2 separate regions of the Ostrinia nubilalis genome follow, and region 2 is linked to region 1. Evidence: chromatin contacts called from public Hi-C data. All regions are on one chromosome and are shown on one strand. The core of a region is the stretch at or near the end of the contact, and the rest is flanking DNA. Distances in the headings are between cores, read along the strand shown.

Evidence for each region. A called contact is a pair of places that touch in the nucleus more often than the background predicts.
Region 2: a contact with region 1 is called in a Hi-C map of whole body, with 5 times the contacts expected there. The contact joins the promoter of LOC135074250 here to the promoter of LOC135074246 in region 1. A contact is called at or near these places in 2 of 5 Hi-C or Micro-C datasets (whole body and whole larva).

What each region holds. Positions count from the first base shown.
Region 1 is chr8:13,422,357-13,428,901 of ilOstNubi1.1, reverse strand. It overlaps LOC135074246 (protein AAR2 homolog), which reads right to left and starts at 3,157. Exons shown (of 5, transcript XM_063968535.1): 1 at 2,894-3,157; 2 at 2,499-2,701; 3 at 1,863-2,135; 4 at 1,220-1,346; 5 at 576-996. The coding sequence starts at 3,099. The coding sequence ends at 576. It overlaps LOC135073990 (MKI67 FHA domain-interacting nucleolar phosphoprotein-like), which reads left to right. Exons shown (of 9, transcript XM_063968275.1): 9 at 61-230. The coding sequence ends at 146.
Region 2 is chr8:13,557,817-13,563,723 of ilOstNubi1.1, reverse strand. LOC135074250 (ATP-dependent DNA helicase DDX11) reads left to right here and starts at 3,204. Exons shown (of 14, transcript XM_063968539.1): 1 at 3,204-3,641; 2 at 3,747-3,867; 3 at 4,022-4,356; 4 at 4,614-4,780; 5 at 5,156-5,396. The coding sequence starts at 3,504. It overlaps LOC135073994 (dynactin subunit 6), which reads right to left and starts at 1,258. Exons shown (of 4, transcript XM_063968279.1): 1 at 954-1,258; 2 at 702-872; 3 at 402-574; 4 at 1-303. The coding sequence starts at 964. The coding sequence ends at 74.

The DNA.
Region 1 (6,545 bases), core at 1,908-4,407:
TTGTACTTATAGGCATGGTATTCTGTACCTATGTTTTACATTATGTACATTAATTTTCAGACATGCCTGTTCCACCTAAGAAGTCGAAGTTCGAAAATAGGAATACGCAAAAACTGGCAAAGAAGCAATTCAAGAAGAAGAAATAAACAAATATTGTTTTAGTATTAATTACTGTTATCGGTGACTTATAATTATAAGGGTATTCATAAAATAAATGAATTTTACGTTTATGTGTAGTTTATTTGCATTAATAATTATCATTTTGTACAATAATTCATAAAAATACTGAGATACATAGTAAAAGATTTTAAATATTATTGCTTTGTGAATGGTCAGTGAATATTGCATGCAGGTAAGGTATCACATTATTTGATTGAATACTATCTAAGTACTTAGTTGATATAAAGAAGTATTGAAAAAAAAAAAGTTAAATGTTATATTTCTTATGTCCTAGAATTATTAGTAAAAGATTTAAGAAAATAGATAAAATGTACATAGTACACAATACACATCTAAAACATAGGATTTCATCCTTTACATCATAAAATTTGGGCACTATTTTGGTTTTAATATGTTTAAACATCTACACTTTCAGCCAATTTTACCACAACCGGCCTTTCATCATCCTCATCTGCATCTAATTCTGTGAAATCCCATTGAAACTTCTCAGTCAAACCATGTTTGAAGTCATTTATAAGGTTCAGAAATCTGCCTTCAATATTGCTTGTGTACACTGTCCTGAAAAACTCCCTCAACTTTTTGTACACAAGATTTTTGTTCATGACTATGTCAGTTAAAAACTCCTCGGGCATTTCATCTATTTGACTTTCCAGTGTTTTGACAAAATGGAAAAATAGATTCTTGTGATTGTTTAAGGCATCGTCGCAAGAGCAGAAGAGTATGACTAGGTTCTTCCAATGTTCAAATGCATCAAGAGAATGGCCAATCAAGAAGCACAGGTAAGCAAACTGAAGTTCTCCAACAATATGTAATGGTCTAAAAAAAGAGAGTATATTGTAAATTTGGGTATTTGAAGAAAAATTATAAAAATTTAAAATGTAGTTGTAATGCTATTAATCGTTAATTGGTATTAGGGTTAGGCGGTAGTCTTTAAAGCAATGTTTACTAAGTGTAAGTCTGTCGTCTGCTTCAAATAATAAAATGCTCACAAAGTATGAAGACTTCATACTTGCTTTATGCTGAAGCTAATAATACTCACTCTTCATGCTCGGCTATCATGAGTTCCAAGGTATACGACTGGTCCAAATAATGTTTAGTGATCTCCTCTGGTGTGGATCCTGGCGGGAATTTGTCACGTGGTATCTCCGTGAATCGTAGGGATGTGCCTGCAAGTAGTGCGAGTTTCAGTATGTAATGTGTAAGCAGGGGCGTAGCTACTAAGGGGCTAGGCGGGGCGGTGCCCCGGGGCCCCCAAGCTCAAGGGGTCCCCGAATCCTTACCAGAAAATCTCAATTGAACTATTTTGAAAATTTCTCCCATTTTCAAAATAAATAAAGAGAAATTAATTCGAAAGTTATAACTAGGGAATTCCCTAAATTCTTTCTGTGGGTTGTACTTAGATTAATAAAAGGGTTGTAGCAGTGGGGTCCCATTTTTTTATTTGCTCCAGGACCCTTGGTTACCTAGCTACGCCACTGTGTGTAATTCTGCGGACACGAAACTGGTGACGGCCGAGCGATGGCGGGGCGAAGCGGCGGCGATGTGCGTCACCATATTTTGTCTATGTTGTTGTATGCATTGTCGCCGCTCCGCAGTCGCCAGTTTCGTGCCCGCAGACTTAAGAGAAAATTTTATCCTGACAAATAAATATTTTTTAAAATAGTAACTAGTACTTATGTTACCTGGCGTGGGTTTTAAGTTTGGTAACATAGCGTTAAGTTTTTCTTCATTGGAGAGTCTCTTGAACCTTTTAGCATCGGACTGGCCAGAAGTAGAACAGCCTTCCTGTGGGTCGCTGGGTGGTGGCGACTCCTCACTGTTCTCTTCTTGACTTTCCATTTGTTCCGGAACCTTTCCTTTTGCACCTCGTGGTCTCTCCTCATCTGTCATGCTCATGAGCTCAACGGCAGACCGGATTATTCCACATTCAGGGGAAAGTTTTGCTGCGAGTTCAGCTGAAATTTTTAAGAAACAGTTTTCATTAATATACTAGCTGACCCGGCGAACTTTGTTCCGCCTTAATGGCAATAAATAAGCAGACTTTTTTTTTATTTCGAACGGGATAAAAAGTATCCTATGTCCTTCTCCTGGCTCTAAACTACCTCCCTGACAATTTTCAGCTAAATCGGTTCAGCCGTTCTTGAGTTATAAGTGAAGTAACTAACACGACTTTCTTTTATAATATGTTCATGGATCATAATCATAAAAGAATAAGATTGTTCTAGTACTCTAAAATTTCTGATAAAAACAGTTTCTCAGATGCAACAAAATGAAATCTAAAGAGTAGGTGAAATGAAATCTCTTTTGTATTTATTTACCTGTAATATGTGTTGTAAGTAGTTTCCACTTTTGCCATATTTCATAAGGGTATGGCGCCAAGTGTTGATCAATATTGAAGAGATTGTCTTTGAGACGTTGAATGCTTTCGTCACTTATTTCTTCTTTGCTTATATCCTCAGCCTTTTTATCCCACATCTTCACGACAAACTCTTTCTGTTGGAAATAATGCATGAAACCGGACCTGTAAAAGAATCAGTTCTGTAGTCAGATGTTATGGCTATGGAAAACATTTACCGAGTATTGTTTTTAGGGAACTAAAATAACCGTAGGCTTTCATTACTTTCGTTTGAAAATAACCTACATTTGCCTACAACTGGTAGATTGTCGTGAGCGTTTACTTTTGTAAATAAGATTTTCTACAGTTATTTCCTACCTTGGCGACACATCCCCAGTGCCTTTGCTTACAGCCGAATAGTGTATGTAGTGTAATCCCGGAGGAATCATCTTTATACCGCGGAAATCCTCTTCAGTGTTCCAGCATTGCATATCAATCCCAAATTGCGTCTCTTCTGGTACGCCAAGGAAGACGAAGGTACCACCTTCAACGAGAAGCTTTCTAGCGGTCTCCTGATCCATCATTTTGTAATTATCATTCACAAGAACACTCAAAGTAGGAAAAAATAAAAATCGATAGTTTGTTTACCAGTGTTGCCAGTCGGGTCTTGTCAGAAATTACCAGATATATAAAAAAATGTAACCTTTTTGAATAAAAAGTAACCTTCATACGGGGGGGGGGGGGGGTGCGGAGCGATTGTGTAAGGTTGTTCATGGATGGTTAAATTCGAAATTTTGACCATTCCATGAAGACCGAAAAGTGACCGGTCGTATAAAACCGTTTCATGGATTTGCGTTTTATTATCAAAAAAACATTTGCTAAAACTCATTGTCTTTAACAAATAATAAATCAAATTCATGTTTAAATGCAGTTTATGACATAATTTTTAAATTGTCACTATTAATATTTTTACTGTATAACCTGTAAAAGTTAATTCTACAATTTCTGAAAAATCACCTAAAATTAACCTTTTCATTAGTGTAACCTAAAAGTAACCAATGCAGTTCAAAAGTAACCTAAAAGGTTACAAAAGTAACCTTCTGGCAACACTGTTGTTTACATCTCCGTGAACCGACAATGTCAATTAATTTGACATATTTGACACTGACAGTTTTACTTTTTTGTTCGTTTTGGATTTGGACATTCAGCCAGTGTCAAGTAAAAAGTTTGAAATTAATTTATTGCATGACACTGCATGACATGATAAAATGCAGTTTAAAGCAAAGATGTGGCACATAACTGGGCATGAGGTGGCGTTGACTTTCACGAACACTTAAAAGAGTATTTAATTTTGTCTAACCTACTACAAAATGCAGAACACTTTAAAAAAAATGAAATTAAATTCCGGAAGGTCCGCGCCGCCCAATGAGGGCTATCGTTTTTATACTTAACAGTTGGCACCCCTGGCGATTGACAGGACCTTACTCTACAGTGGCGCCATCTTGATGAGTGCAAATGCGAATGCGATAGTCCCCCTACCACTTTAGCGCTCACCAGTGGGTGCCACTGTCTTCGCTACTAGCAAGTGACAGGACCTTACTCTACAGTGGCGCTAACTTGTGAGCGCTAAAACGATAGCCCTCATTAGTTGTATACGAAAGAGGGTAGAGGAGGAGGAGGTTCTACTACGAATAGTTGCACGCGTTATTAACAATTTCAATAGTGCATAGAAAACCATAGAAATAATTACTTTTAATGAAGAAGCGTAACAAAGAGTGCGCCGCGCCCTATTTTGAAAGTAAGTACGAGTATTGTGCTTACGTACTTTTTAATTAATAAAAACTTGAACTAGGTACTCAAATTAAAATTATCATCGACCCCTGAAGTGGTAAGGTAAGCAGTAAGCACCTATGTTTTAGGTTTTATGATATCGTCAGGCAAGCACACTCGTTCGGAATAGTTTGCATTCGCAAAAAATTCCCACCGAAAATCCGTCTGCGAACAAGTTTCCTGTCGAGTGGGTAACACAGAAGGTTGTTGAGCCTGAGTCTGCACCTAGATTTTTGTTTTACCGCAGATTTTTTTTGCCTAATTATTTTCAACAGGTGACGAATTCGCCGACTCAAGCACCACTAGCGGCGAGACGGGTTCAGAGCTATAATCCGAAAGCTCAGTTTAGCTGTCGGTAGCAATTAGTGGGTTTTATGAACCCCACTATTAATGTATTTCGGTTTTACGTGCTGGTTTTTGTGCTCCAGCCGCCAGACAGATCGTAATTATACCCGGCTTTCTCTTTGTTTGCTAGACTTTCAGACTCTTGTCGCGTTTTGATAGTTTAATGTCCGTATGCGAATAAATTCGTCGCACTTGCTACTAAGCAAATTTTTTGTCTATTTTTGAACACCTTCAACACCTTCGTTCGATTCAGCCAAGTGACGTCCACTGATGGACAAAGGCCTCCCCCAAGGATTTTCTTAACGACCGGTTCTGCGCCGCCGTTTAACACCTTGCTTAAATTGTATTTGCAGTAAAACGTAATTTCAAAAGACAATAACCAAATTATTTAACCAAGTTATTGTGGGTCAAACTGTTATCAAAGATTGAATGAGCTTCTCAATTTATTGTTCTAAAAATTAGGGCCGCTTAATTTTAGTCTCCGAACGAAGTTACATTCAATTTGCATTTTTATAGCGATTTTTAAGACCGGCCACTTTCTGAACAAAAGATATTTAAAGTAATGGACGCTGAAAATAGGATCGTTATTAAAATTTAAGTTTTGCATTTTTACACCAACCAATTGAAGTCTTATTTTTACCGCGCGATAGCCTAAAATTCAAACTTCTATTCGAATAAAAACATCCCAATAAGGGCAGTAAGTATTATTACTATCAACATGACTTCTTCTGAAGAAGTCCGCCGCCCTAGTTATTGACCTATGAAGAAGTCCTTCATTGGTCAATAACTAGGGCGCTTTAATAAAAGAAAAGCACTGAAATTCATAGAATTTCTATAAGTAGTGGTAGAGTTACTACATACTTACTTACATAATGTTTTCTATGTCAAAAACTCTACCATGAATTAAAAACTGTACCTAATGTAAGTTTATATTAGTTGATTGCTCGATGTAAAGGTAGGAACATTTTTCTTTTCTCACAAAGTGTGCTGCCTAAAATTACATGTATGACCTGCAAAGGCTCCGTGCGTTTTTGATACTGCTGACGAATAGAGACTGAGGTCACAGGGGAAATTAGGATGTAAATTTCCATTCGCTCCGCTTTCGCGATCCTATATTCACCGATTCTTTGTTTTCATCGGAAATTTAAGGATATGAAATCTCTCGGGTGAAACCGACATGTAGCCCGGAAACGTGAAACCTTTCGCGGGGAACGGAAAAAAATATCGACTACTATCGATGCACATAAGTTGTTATACTATGTAATACTGTAGCAAGAACTTAATTTTTTTTATAATCGAACAAAAATTGACTTGTGTTTTTGCCTAATTTAAAATAGGTACCTACCTAGTTCTACACCAAAGTGATTTTCTAAGTAGGAAATGCAAGGATGGTAGAAATGTTTTGTAATGAAATACGACTAATTTTGTTGGAAGTAAAAAAAGGATTTTCATACATTCACACACTGAGTCGCGCACTTGTGATGTCTGGCACCGCCACTTCGAGCCGTGTAAAGCGTCCTTGAAAAATACTTATCTCGTCTTAAGCCTAGACTTAGCCTTTTGCCGTCCGCATTGACTTGCATGACGAATACGTGACTATTTGTACACCTTTGAAGGCATCTTTACAATGCGGCTCTCGTCGTGAGCACCGGCGTCCTTTTGCACGAAACTGAAGGAAGACCTTTTTTACTTTAAAGAGGTGCCCAAGGCCAAAGTTATAAAATGGGCAAACAGCGTGCGTTGGTGAATATAGATCAGTTTCTTTAGAACTGGGTACAATAGTAAACGGAAACATAGTAAAGGTAAGAATGTAGACAAATTATGTAGTCTCATTTTTGCAGAAAGTTATCAATTT
Region 2 (5,907 bases), core at 1,955-4,454, 130 kb before region 1:
ATACTTGAAGATCACAGAGCGCCACAAGCAGTGATATAAATATTTTAGTAAATATCTGGTTATTGTTAGAATTTCATGGTTTAGGGGAAGTCTCTTGTGACTGGGACTGGCGTGCTGACGGTGGCCGTTTGTGGACGTTAGGTTTCCTCAGCCTGTGATAGTTCGGCATCACTTTACTCAAGAAGTCCAGTTGGAGGAGCTGCGAGGGCTGCTTCTCTAATGCTTCCCGTATGTGGTGCTCAGAGCCCCATATAACTGTATTATCCGTCAATGTCTGAGGGGCTGTCAAATGACATGCTGCACCTGAAAATGTTGAACATTTTAAAATCAATATTCTACTTGTAGATGAGCCACCTCAATTTTAAATCCAGCTTAAAATAATTGAAATTGAATTTATTTACCTATTACACATCCACTTCCAACTTTAACGTCTACACCAACAAAACATCTGCATTCAAACAGGTTGCTCTCTCCGACGTGACCAAAGGTTGACTCTAACCGACAGCCGACTTCAAACACGTTGTGGGCACCAATAAACAAAGGTTTTGGTGGAACCTCCTGGTCATCACACTTTCTGAAATAAGGATTTACATATTTAGTAATGTTTGTTGCCTTTTTTCTATAGACTTGGACGATTGATGCTTAAACAAATATAGGTAGTTAGACTTAAAAATATTGTGTGTTATTACTAGATAACTTACTTGTGTATTATGGTAGAGTATTCTTCAATAATGCAATATTCAGCAATAATTATTGGACCACCTTCAGCTATGATTGTTACGCGAGGATGAATGACTGTCCCTCCGCCAATGGTTATATCGCCTTCGAGTGTGCAGTCCTCACAAACTGTAGCTCCTGGTAATATTTTAATGCTGGAATCAAACTAAAAATTAGTCTGTCTTCGAAATAAGGCAGTAAGTAAAACAGGAATTTTATTACAATAATTTACTTACTTGTGGGACATTGTGAGAGAGGTATATTTTTATAGATAAGCGTTGGAATCTTTCTACAGTCTCGACACCCAGTCCAAAAATTATTTAATTATACTAAAAAATGTTATATTAATTTCACCAAATTCGTATTCCACCAGCTGTAGCATAGAGAAAAGTAATACCAGGGTGAAGAAACTTCCATACAACGGTCATCGAAGTGAAACTTGCTTCCAAACAGCGACATCGGTGAATAAATTCAAATACTTTTTAACTACCCTAAAACGCTCTAGATGTCGCTGCTCCTGTTTCCTTCATATTTTCATTTTTTTCTTAATTAAAATATATTTGAGAATATTGTTAATTACAATGTGAAAACTTTTTTTAAATGAAATTAATTTGTTTTAATTTAAAACTGAACATTGACATTTTTGTTATAATTTACATAATAGAGTAGTAGAAATTACTATTTAACATATGGCAACTTTGTTTTTCCTCCAAAATGGCCGGTGTTGTTTTTGTTAGGTTGAATTGAATGCATTATTGTTTTCTTAGCCATCGTTTATGAGTTCTGTGGCCCTATTAAAGTATTGAAGAGTCGAGTCAAATTCAAGTTCATTCCTTCGTACCTGCTGCTGTTCTGGTTCATCGGAGTTTTGTTCGTTCCTTCGTGAATCGCGAAGAAACTTTCTGTTATGTTCACAAGTGATCTGAGTTTTCTCAATGTGCTGTGTTCTGTGTTTAGTGTTGAAAACTTTGCGAAAAGACGCTTTTGGTGTATAATATTATGTGTGTTCATAAATAAAGTAAAATTATTAAATTCAAAAGTTTTTGTTTACTTATTTGCATTTCCATGTGCAATGTAGAATTTTTCCAAATACATTGTTTTGAAAATAATACAATACGTACACCATAAAGATAAATATTTTCAAAATAATGGATTTGAAAAAATTCTACATTGTACATCATAAAAACAATAATTCTTTGAAGGTTATGAGGGCCTATGTGTGCGTGAACTGTGTGTATGTGTGCGTGGACTTTATGTATGTATGTGTGCGTGTACTATGTATGTATGTGAGCGTTACGTACGTAGGTTAAGTACAGGGAATTTAACACCAGGCTATCAATTAGTAGGCTCAAAAATTTGACAGAGAGGGTTCTCTATTTCCTATGTATTACTTTTCTCTATGAGTAATACATAGGAAATAGAGAACCCTCTCTGTCAAATTTTTGAGCCTACTAATTGATAGCCTGGTGTTAAATTCCCTGTACTTAACCTACGTACGTAACGCTCACATACATACATAGTACACGCACACATACATACATAAAGTCCACGCACACATACACACAGTTCACGCACACATAGGCCCTCATAACCTTCAAAGAATTATTGTTTTTATGATGTACAATGTAGAATTTTTTCAAATCCATTATTTTGAAAATATTTATCTTTATGGTGTACGTATTGTATTATTTTCAAAACAATGTATTTGGAAAAATTCTACATTGCACATGGAAATGCAAATAAGTAAACAAAAACTTTTGAATTTAATAATTTTACTTTATTTATGAACACACATAATATTATACACCAAAAGCGTCTTTTCGCAAAGTTTTCAACACTAAACACAGAACACAGCACATTGAGAAAACTCAGATCACTTGTGAACATAACAGAAAGTTTCTTCGCGATTCACGAAGGAACGAACAAAACTCCGATGAACCAGAACAGCAGCAGGTACGAAGGAATGAACTTGAATTTGACTCGACTCTTCAATACTTTAATAGGGCCACAGAACTCATAAACGATGGCTAAGAAAACAATAATGCATTCAATTCAACCTAACAAAAACAACACCGGCCATTTTGGAGGAAAAACAAAGTTGCCATATGTTAAATAGTAATTTCTACTACTCTATTATGTAAATTATAACAAAAATGTCAATGTTCAGTTTTAAATTAAAACAAATTAATTTCATTTAAAAAAAGTTTTCACATTGTAATTAACAATATTCTCAAATATATTTTAATTAAGAAAAAAATGAAAATATGAAGGAAACAGGAGCAGCGACATCTAGAGCGTTTTAGGGTAGTTAAAAAGTATTTGAATTTATTCACCGATGTCGCTGTTTGGAAGCAAGTTTCACTTCGATGACCGTTGTATGGAAGTTTCTTCACCCTGAGCTGTAGTGACGTCATCCATCAACAAATTCGATTTTTTTTTTACAACTAAAAATGACAGAATGTTTTTTTTATTGTATGGTTGACCATGGCCTAAAAATACAAGTACCATATGTTATAGCTCATTGCTCTTGTCGTGTTTATAACCTTTGCATTACCTTGTTCTTTGTGACAGTAACGCAATAAATCGGTTAAATAGTGTTGACACTGGCTGTCACTTTTGACTGGCAGTTTTTTAGGATTTTAGAGCGGCAAAAACGTAAATAAAAGTACAAACTGCAAGTTAAAAAACAAATTACCAAAAAATATTACGACTTGTCGCGATAAATAAGCCTCATAAGTTATTTGAAACACGATTTCATTTACTTTCAACATTTATTTTAGGTCAAAATGGGCACTGAGTGTAATCAACATCCAACTTTTCATTTTCCTTTTAAACCTTATTCTATTCAGGAAAAGTTTATGAAGGAACTATATTTTACAATAGATAATAACAAAGCTGGAGTTTTCGAAAGTCCTACTGGTACCGTAAGTATTCTCTGACTTGTTATTTGTCTTATAAACACCTGTGTTCACGAATGTAATATTTTCCGTTTTCATGTGGTTAAAACTCAAAATAATGCACATTTGCAGGGTAAATCACTGAGTATTTGTTGTTCAGCGTTGCAATGGTTAAAAGACTACAATGAAAAAGTTATTGCTGACTTAGAATGTGAAATAAATGAACTGAAAATTGATGTTTCTAATAGCACAAGTAAGTTTGTTATTTGTATCTTTATTTCTAGTTACCTAACTCCAAAGGTTATTAATTTTATTAAATCAGGCAGGCTTTTCAAGGCCTTTGAATTTATATTGTTATATAAATTTTGTTCAGATTAGTTGACCTAAGAACTTGAAAATGATTTCAGGTAATGATGATTGGCTCCAAGAAGAGTACAATAAAATAGAGAAAAACCAAACTTTGAGCTCAATGCAACTAAAACTAGATAAAATAAAAAAGAGAAATGAGCAGCTGCTTGAAATGAAAAGGCGAGTTGCAAAACAAAAATTAAAAATTACTTCTAAAACTAATGATTATTTCCACAATTCACAAAAAATTAAGAAGGAAGTAGAAGAGAATAAAGAGAATGTTCTAGAAGATCTTGTTAGTGAGGATAATGACTTGGTTCTTGAAGAATGTGAGGAAAAAAATGATGAGTCTGATAATGAAGAAATTGCTGAAGAAGATGAACATAATATGAAGGTGAAATTAAACTATAAATTGTAACTTAATTTAAACCTAATGTTTGTAATACTGTTAGGCACTATTTGTGCCAATTTCATTTAACGCTTAATGTAAAATTTTTTTAGATGTTAATTATATTTTTGCTATTAACAATGCCTCTTATGGCAAGCATTTTAAACTAGTTCACATAACATTACTATACTTTGTAAATTTTTGGTTTTACTAACTTTTACCTATTTGTGTTACTAATTCACATTTCTTTCTCTATGTTTTAGATATACATCAGCAGTAGAACACACAGCCAGTTATCTCAGTTTGTGGGAGAAATCAAAAGGACAGTATTCAAAGATGATACAAGGGTGGTCACTCTTGCTTCAAGGCAACATTATTGTATCAACCCTGAAGTCACAAAGCTCAAAAACGTGAATTTGATAAATGAGAGGTATTGATGAATTAATAAAATTCTTTTGATCAAGATTTGGCACTTATGAAATCAAAAGGTCTAGCCTAGACCCTTCATCATCATTATTTGAATTTGAATCATCATCATTTCAGCCATAGGACGTCCACTGCTGAACATAGGCCTCTCCCAATGCTTTCCACGTTGATCAATTGGTAGCGGTCTGAGTCCAGCACTTCCCTGCATGCGCTTTCTTTACATAACTTTTGGTACAAATTGTACATGACACTACAATTTTCATTCACTAACTTAAAAATGCCCAATACGAAATTGATGACCTACCAGCTCTTCAAGACAAAACACTCAATTTAGAAAGCAGGTGGATTTTTCTTTTACTTACCTTGCATAAACTTTCAGATGCCTTGATATGCAGAAATCGAAGACCAAGTCAACGTCAGTGGGTGATGAGGGCAAAGTGTTAAAGAAGACCAAAACAAGATCATGTGCAAGTTGTCCCTTCTACAATCAGAATAATATTACTCAGTTGAAGGAGAGAATCCTGACTGATATTATGGATATGGAAGACCTGGTCAAATGTGCGAAAGAACTGAAGGCATGTCCGTATTACGCTTGCAGAGCAGCGTTGGATGATGCTGAGGTAATTATCATAATCTCCTTAAAATTATTTCATCATTAGAATTATTTAGAATCCTTAATGATTTCTGATGAACATAGGAAGTTCTCCAGGGCTGACCTAGAGAAGTTGAAGAGTTGTTAGAGAAGATGGTATCCATAATTCCTGTGGTCATATTTTATTCTCTACTGCAGGAGTACAACCCTCTCTAATTTACCAGGAGCAAATGAAGGACACTCCTACACTCCTCATGATGGCTATATGGGTTTGGGAGGCCTGATGTTCGCATATTGTTCCCTAAGTTGCCTTTTATGAAATCCACTGGAAGAATACTAAAGTCTGGTCGCGGATCAGATTAGAATAGGGCCACTATACTCTGGTCGCTGAGCGCGTAATTATATTGCTGTCGCGCTCGCGCACTCACTGCTGCCGCCCGTCGCACAGTCGCTACAGCAATATAATTACGCGCGAGCGATAAGGATAGGTAGCTTGGGGTCATTGGACAAAATTCTACGTGCTCAGCGACCAGAGTATA